Linked DNA regions of Mus musculus: region 2 is linked to region 1. Evidence: chromatin contacts called from public Micro-C data. All regions are on one chromosome and are shown on one strand. Each heading gives the region's core, a stretch centred on a gene start, on an enhancer-like site or on the middle of the called end of the contact. The rest is flanking DNA. Distances are from core to core; before and after follow the strand shown. Region 1 holds the start of Igf2os (insulin-like growth factor 2, opposite strand). Region 2 holds the start of Fgf3 (fibroblast growth factor 3).

Evidence for each region. A called contact is a pair of places that touch in the nucleus more often than the background predicts.
Region 2: a Micro-C map of embryonic stem cells shows a contact between it and region 1, with 4 times the contacts expected there. The contact joins the promoter of Fgf3 here to the promoter of Igf2os in region 1. A contact is called at or near these places in 1 of 39 promoter capture datasets (embryonic stem cells), 2 of 484 Hi-C or Micro-C datasets (both in embryonic stem cells) and 1 of 115 datasets of contacts at active chromatin or transcription factors (embryonic stem cells).

Annotation. Positions count from the first base shown.
Region 1 is chr7:142,657,666-142,661,688 of GRCm38.p6, forward strand. Igf2os (insulin-like growth factor 2, opposite strand) reads left to right here and starts at 2,015. Exons shown (of 4, transcript NR_002855.3): 1 at 2,015-3,364. It also overlaps a transcript of Igf2 not described here.
Region 2 is chr7:144,836,594-144,840,616 of GRCm38.p6, forward strand. Fgf3 (fibroblast growth factor 3) reads left to right here and starts at 2,019. Exons shown (of 3, transcript NM_008007.2): 1 at 2,019-2,334. The coding sequence starts at 2,115. RefSeq lists a promoter at 342-2,027 and an enhancer at 1,158-1,196.

The DNA.
Region 1 (4,023 bases), core at 765-3,264:
AAGCACCACCAGTGGGAGGGGGGCCTCATCGTGCGCCCCCAGCCCTTTCTGCACAGACCAATGGGGGGAGGGAGGGGGCTCCTTCCCACATCCTCCTATGGAAAGTTACACCCAGTAAAAGGCAGGGGCAGTTATTTCTCTTTGAACTGTAACATTTCTGCCCTTCTGAGCCCGAAACCGTCCCCTCTCCCCCCAACATTCCAGGTTGGGAATGTTGGGGACAGAGTTGGGGTGTGTGGGTGGGGGGAAAAGCTAACTGTGGGGTCTGGCTTGACTCTTTTACCAATTTTGGGGGGCTCTTGGCCCCGCCCACCCACTTTTCCTTCCTGTCTCATTGGCACAAAGTCAACATACCAGGGTGGGCTTCGGAGACTCTGCCCCCCTCCTCATCACTCAGCACCCTTGGGGGGGGGTGTACAGGGCCTGCACAGCACGAATCGTACATTTTATGCAGCTCATCCATCCCCCCCTTCCCCAACACACAGTAAAGCACCAGGAAGTCTCCTGTGAGTTCAACTTACACACCCCCTCCCCAACAGCCCCCATACCCCCGCCCCTTCCCCCACTCCATGGCGCAAGGGGGAACAAAAGTTTGCTTAGGGAACGAGCCCCCAGCCCCCCACCCACCGCACCAGTCCCGCCATGCCCAAGCCGGGCTCTGCGCACCCCCCACTCCCAGGGCCCCTGAGAGCCCTTACCTGGAAGCCGGCGACGCTGCCGCCCATCTCCCTGCTGCGGGTATGCAAACCGAACAGCGGGCGAAGGCCCTTCTGCCGGGCACTCCTCTGCCAGCGCCGCTCTGCCCGAGTCGCAGAGGCCGAATGTGCGACGGGACAGAACGGGGAGATGGCTTTTTTGGTGGGGAGGGGGGCGTCTCTTCTGCTTCTTTAGGGTATCTTAGGGCTGGGGCGGGCCAGATATTGTACTTTCGGGGGGGAAAAGGTATCGGGAAATGAGGTCAGCTGTTGTATCAAGGATAGTTGGGGGGCAGAGATAGTGAGAGAGACAGAGTGAACGTGAAAGGGGGGGACCACAGAGAGGGAGAGAGGGAGAGAGGACAGCGAGAGGCGGGTAGGCTCACAGCGGGAGAGGACAGCACGGAGAGAAACAGAAAGCGTATAATTAATCCACTTGGGTAGGCGAAGGCAGAGGGCGGACGTGAGGGGGAGGGAGTCTGAGGCGAGGAGGAACGGGGAGGGGGCAGGAGGGGAGCTTAGGAAAGGTGGCGGGTAAGCGGGTGCGCGAGGGGGGGCGCACCCTAAGCAGAGGAGAGGATGCAACTTCGAAGGACCGAGGACGGTGTTGAGGGGGGAGGAATGGAGGCGTCACCCCGGCCACGGGCACCCAGCTCGGTTAGGGTCGACGGAGCCCTCAGCCGTCGTAAGCCCGGGCTTCTTGTGGGGGGGACAGGCGTGGCGGCGCCTCAGCTGCTCGGGACTGCAGCGAAAAGAGGGGAGCAGCCGGGCTGCGCACCGGGGAGGGCTGGGAGGGGAAGCGCGGGGGATGACAACGCCGGCGACCTGCAAGCCGGACTGCCTGCGGTGGGGACCGCCTCCTCTGGCGAAGCAGGAATGGGGTGTTGAGGTAGATAGAGGAGGAGGCGGTGGGGAGATCCGCAGGCCCGACGGAGCGCGGCCCCGCCGACGGCGCCCTGCACAGGAGTTAGCAGCAGCGAGGTGGCGGACGGCGTCGACGCGGGGCCGCCAGCCCGGATGGAGGCGCTGGCGGGCCGAGCGCGGGCGGGCGTGGGCCAGGAGGCGGGGGCGGCCGGAAGGGGGGGCCGGGGGCCGGCCTGGCCTCACGCAGCTCCGCCGGAGAGCAGGCGAACTCCGGGCGCCAACGCCCGGTTCTTATAGCCGCGCCACCCCGCGGCTCGGCGCCCGCTCGGGCCCCGCTGGCCTTACGCCCGCGCCAATGGGCGTCCGCAGGGCCCTCGCCCCGCCCCGGGACCGCCCCCGCAACTCGAGCCACGCGGGGAATGCGGGTCGGGGGCCCTGGGCACGGGGGTTGCCGGTGGGGGGGGGGAGTGGAGTGCCTGGTGGCAAAGATGGGGGGGGGCTGTGCGCCCCAACAGGCCCACTAAATCCTGGGTGTCTATCCCTAAAAATCGAGGTCCCATGTCATGTTTCCGGGGTGCCCTGTGCTTGTGCAACATGGGCGCGTGGTGCGAACCAACGTGCGTGGCACCCTAGGCCTCAGTGGTAGTGGCAGGACCTGTGCTCAGTTAGAGGGTTACAAGGTAGGCGCATCCCGGCCGACTGAGTTAAGGCGCAGGTAGCTGGGTAGAGGGTTCTCACAGGGACCTACTTGCTAAGCAGGGGACAGTCCCCTGGATCGGCTGGGGGGGGGGGGGGGAGCGCGCAGCCTCCACCTGCCTGAGCAGGCAGGGCGGGCTGTGAGGCACCTCGAATAGCAGCCAGATAGATCTTACTAAGCGCCCCTAACCTCTGCTTTGCCTGGGATCTCCTAGCAGCCTTTGGGGGGCCACCAGGTGCACCATGAAGGGAAGGCTGGCTTGGCCACGCCAAATCTGGGCCCCGCGTGGAGCCCCCGCACAATGTCTGCGCCCTTCAGCAGAAAAAGAAGCAGGGCGGGAAACGTAGCTCAAACCAGACCTGTAAACCAGAGCTCACTGAAGTGCTTCTAAGCGGCGCGCCTTTGGGACCCCACCCAGTATGAGCAGATAACAGTTCCCTGTCCTCAGCACTTTGAATTTGCTTAGTTGCAGGTTCGGCCCCAGGGGCCAATGCGATAATTCCGGGCTATTAAGAAACTCTCCCCGGGTGGTTTCAGATATAAGAAGCCATTGTGATTTTTACCAAGTCAAAATCACTTCTAAACCGGTGCACCTTGTTTCCCTCTCCCGACCTCCGCACCTCTAGGCCTCTAAAGGGCCACTACTGGCGGAAACCAGTGCACCCGGGGCTAACCTCCCGGCCCGACCATCAATCACCGCGCCCGCGCTCTACACTCGCTTCCCCAAGCCCTCGACCTGTAGGGTTGGAGGCTCCAAGCCGCCCGAGCGCTCTGCCCTTCCCGCTTCCTGGCCGCCCAGGCGCTTTCCCTACCACCGCGTTGTTTGCAGAGTGCACACAAAGTGGCGCGCGTTTCGGAGCGCCCAGCCCAAAGGAGCGCTGCCGCCGAGGGAGAAGCCAGCAGCCCGCTCCCGCGCTACTCCGCAGCAGCCCTGAGGACAAACTGCGAGGTAGCCGGTGCCCCGCAGTGGAAGAGCTGGGGCACGAGGGAGCGCGCCACGGGGAGCTCACCACAAGGCCGAAGGTCGGGTCCGCTGGCGCAGGAGGATCGGAGGAGAAGGGCGGGAGAGCGGATGAAGTGGGAGCTGCTGAAGTGGACGCTGCTGAAGGTGAGCGAGACCCCAAGGGCAGTCCCCAGTGAACCGGGGCAACGCCCAGTCCGTTGGAAGACCCGGGGACAATGCCCAAATTTGGGGGAAACTGGGGGCAATGCCCAGTCGTTTTCCTGGACACGGGAGCAACACTGCCCACGTCCTGGCCGCCGCGCAGTGTCCAGTGCGTGTTTGGGGCACACACACTTTTCCAAAATCTGTGCTGCCGCTGGGACACCGTAGGAGAAGTGACGAGGCCGATACCACTGTTATGCGCAGGACGGGAAGCTGCCGAAAGTGGCCAGCGGAAACAATGATCAAATTTCGGGGATCCCAAGTCAGACCCTTGTCTGATTTGCGGTCCTGGGAATGAGCGGCCCAAAGTAGGGGGACTCGAAGGCGACTCCATAAATGGGAAAACTGTGGCGAATGACTAAATTTGAGATTCCAGAAAAATTAGAATCCAAGTTGGGGAATGAGGAAAATTATTCTATGCAAAAATGGGGGGCATCTTGATCCAGGCCTAACGAGGGGAACCCAATATCTTGGTTAGAAAGCTTGGGGAACCCACAAAATCCTAGACTAATTTGTAGAAGTTAGGTGGTTTGTTGTTGCTGTTGGGTTTAAGAAAATTCCCAACATGAAATTTAGGGGAGCTTAATTTTAATTGCTTAAAA
Region 2 (4,023 bases), core at 769-3,268, 2.2 Mb after region 1:
ACCAGATATGTGCCTGGTGTCTCCCTAGGCCAGAAGATAGTGTCAGATCTCCTAGAACAGGAGCTACAGACATTTGAGAGCCACCATGTGGGTCCTGGGAACTGAACCCATGTCCTCTACAAGAACAGCCAGTGCTTTTAACCAATGGGCCATCTCTCCAGTCCCTTTCTTAGATTTGTTTGTTTTTAAGACAGGATCTCAAGGCCGAGGCCAGCTTCAGATCTACTTTGTAGCCTTGACCCCAGGATTCTGCTTCCACATCTCCAGGGCTGACATGCAGCAGGCCTGTTCTAGCACACCTGGCTTCTGCACTTCTCTTGGCCAGGCACAGGAAGGTAACTGGATCCAGATGCCCTCTGGATTCATTTGTGACATCTTAGGAGCTTAGGTTGGTCTTCGAGACACAGGGCTGTCCCCTGTAAAGCAGGTTCCATCAGTGACTCCAGGGTTTTAGCAGTTCAGTGGCGTAGTTTTCAGACTGCTTAAGATTTCTCAGGGGCTAGGCGTGGGGCAGAGACCCTGCAGACCCTGGCTAGAACAGAGGCCCTGGGAGACAGTTGAGGGTGCTCAGCTGTGGAGGACATGTGCATTCAGCATGCTGAAGAGGGCCTGCTACCCTAAATGAGGTTCTCAGGGTGGAAAATGTCCCAGTGTGTGCTAGTAATAGCTTCTGTATCGTGGAGGTCCCCCCACCCCAACACTTCTCAGGATCTCACATCAACAAGGGCTTCCCGCCAGACTCCTCCCAAGAGCTCAGGATCAACTTAGGAACCAATGTTGTGACCCATGCCACAGGGTCCTGAGGCATGCCTGAGGGTAGTTGCTGGCCAGGGGACCGTTGGAAGCACAGGATGTGGGGTGGGACCTTTTCTGATACCTCAGGAAGTCCTTCTTCTTTGAGGCCCTTGGCAGATAAGGAACTGAGGTCAAGAGCTCAGGGTCCAGGGAGCTATTCCCTGAACCTGGACTCCCCCTCAGCCTGCCAGGTGGGCATGCGGGCGCCATTGTGGGATCTTCTTTCCCTTCGGTTCTGTTGCCCTCTGTATCTCCACATTCCTCCCCCTCTCCACTGCTCTCCTCCTTCTTTCTCTTCAGCCAAATCTGTCATCTGCCTCACCCACCTTTATTTCTGTCTCTGCCTAGATTTCCTGGGCTCTAAGGCTCTGTGACTCTATTGTCTCTGCTCCTATCTGTGCAGTCCCCTCTCTGGACCACCGCTGGGATAGACCACTCCCACTTAAGGTGTGCAAACTTCCTGTGCTACCTTCTGGTCAGTTAGGTAGCTTCGAGCTTAGAGTCCCTGGGCCGTTGGGCCACAAGACTGGACGCCTGAGGACCGCTCTGCGGTGTGAGAAGCGACCTGCACGAACCCAACCCCGGGCTCCCCACGCACCGCCCTCCGCAATTGCTCTGGATTAGGCGCCGCCTTTCATGAGCGTTTGTCAGCTAGACTTCCCCGCAAGTTGTTTGCGCAGACATCAGTCATCCACAGTCCCATTGTGCACCCAGGATTGATGTAAGGCGGGAGGGGGTGACAGGGCCTGGGGGCGGTTGCCTTTAGGCCTCGCTCTATAATTTTCCGAGGCATAATTGGTCTGGGGGCGGGGGCGGGGCGGGGACCTTTCAGAGGCGGGAGGGGGCTCAGGGCGCACGGCGGAGGAGCGGCGGCCCGACGGCTCTGGCCCGGGAGCTGTGCGCAGGCGACGCCCGGCCTGAGTCCCGCGCCCCCGCCAGGGACCACGGCCGCCTTTTGTTGTCAAGCGCCCTTTCTTCAGAACTGTGTTCGGCAAAGAAACACGACCCCCATTCCTGGGTGAAAATTCAAAGTCTTCTTTCTCCATCTCCCTCTCCTCTTTCTTGTCTTCTCTCCACTATCTCTTCCCCTCTCCTGCTCCACCCGTCCTTATCTCCATCTCCACCTCTCTCCACCTCTCCCTGTCTCCCCTCCTCTTCCTCCCTCCCCTGTCTCCCACCTCTTCCCGGTCCCCCTCTCCCTCCCTTCCTCTCCTAGCCACAGTCGAGCCGGCCTGGCGCGCGGGCGTGTGCTCCCAGCGCCGCGCCTTCGTGAGACCCGCGCTGGCGCAGCAGCCGCTGCGGGCGGGCGCGATGCCGGGATGGGCCTGATCTGGCTTCTGCTGCTCAGCTTGCTGGAACCCAGCTGGCCAACTACGGGGCCCGGGACGCGACTACGACGCGATGCGGGCGGCCGTGGTGGCGTTTACGAGCACCTCGGCGGGGCGCCACGGCGCCGCAAGCTCTACTGCGCTACCAAGTACCACCTCCAGCTGCACCCAAGCGGCCGCGTGAACGGCAGCCTTGAGAACAGCGCCTATAGTGAGTGTTCAGGTCCGGACAGGGAGGGGAGGGTGGCGGAAGAGACCGGAGGGCTCGGTCCCCTGCCGCCACGTCCTAGATAGAGGCAGAGCTGAGGTCAGTCCGAAGACGCCGCCGCGGTCCCAGCTACCGAACTCAGCAAGCTGCCCCGCCCGTCCCGCTCCCCCAGGAGCTGCGCGGGAGGCGACCCCGGTTCTGACACGTTTCTATTACTCAATGAAAAGCCGTTGGACAAGGATTTATCGCCCTCTTTATTGTTTTGACGACCCCGGGGTGCATGGCCAGTCCCTTTCGTTCTCTTTGCTCTCAGCCGATGCGCGGAGGACACTCCACTAGGCAGAGCTCGGTTTCCGCAACGCGGCATCTGACGACAGGCTTGTCCCGCGTCCTGCGCCCTGCAAGAGAGCGCGACAGGACAAACAGGCGTCCCCTCGTGTTCCGGATGCTGCTGACACGCACCCACAGCCCGCAGCTCGATCATACCCAGGGCCAGTTCCCGAGTATTGCAGGGTTTGGCTTCTTCAGTTGGGTACCCACGAGCGGAGCTGGACCAGGAGCGTTGCTCGCTGCGTGGGAGGGAGGCCGCGCAAAACTCACCGCGCCCGGGGCGCAGGAAGCCGAACGGGGGGCGCGGGCGGCGGGGGGGAACCGCAGCTTCCTCCTGCAAAGCCGCAGCCCCGCGGGGGCGTCCTGGGGACTAGACCCTGTCGGGCCTGGAGCGCGGGGCTCCTCATGCGCACCACTCCCCATTTGCTGGATCCCGGGAGGTCCCAGATGTAGAGGAGGGGCACATTCGCTGCCACCTAGGGGCACTCAGTCTGGTGCTCGTCTGGCGCCAGCTGTAGAGGCCTCATCCTGCACCCCTCCAAACCGTGGCTAGGGCAGAATCTCAACTGAGTCCGGTAATCTGGACCATGCTGGGTCCCAGCGGCCGCTCCCTAGAAAGGGAGTGAATCCTCGACCCACTATCCCGGGGGTCTTTGACCTCCGCTCCCCTCCCAAAAGCACTATACTGTTCACGGCAAAGGCTGGTAGAAGTTTGGTTGTTTTTGTATTTTGTTTGTTTTGTGTGCCACAGTGAGTGTGTGGAGGTCATTGAGCCACTAGCTGGAGTCTGGTCTCTACTTCCATCATGTGGGTTCCTCGATCAAACTCTGGTGATCAGTCTCTGCAACTTCTCTGTCATCTGCGCTGAGAGATTGTTAACTTTTGTACCTACTCTTAGGCCTGGGTGAGCCCTGTCACCTTTCCTCAGCACCCAGGCCCTTTTCTGTGGCAGGCTACCTCTCAGCACACATCTTTGGATCACTTGCTGCCAGTGGGGGGCTGGGCTGCAAACCCTGGCTTCCCTAAGAGTCTTGGCCACCTCCCCTTCTGGGTCTCCATCTGCTCTGGGGTTTGGATCTCCCAAACCATTATGTGTGGCTTAAGTTACTTGATGCTTGCGAGACCGAGGCATTCACAAGATTGCACAAAATACAGACTGGGTCGATCTGTCCAGGTTGCACCCAAGGTGCATGGCAGGGGCAGAACATTCCCATCATGTCTTCTCCTGAGGTTAGGATTAAGGTCTCCCGCACAGTGGCAGGATGCCCCTTTCCTTACCACCTGCTCAATGTTTTCTTCCTACCAGGACTTCCAACCAGACCTGTCCCAGCTTCCTGAGCCTAGAGGGGGAAGCTGGCTCAG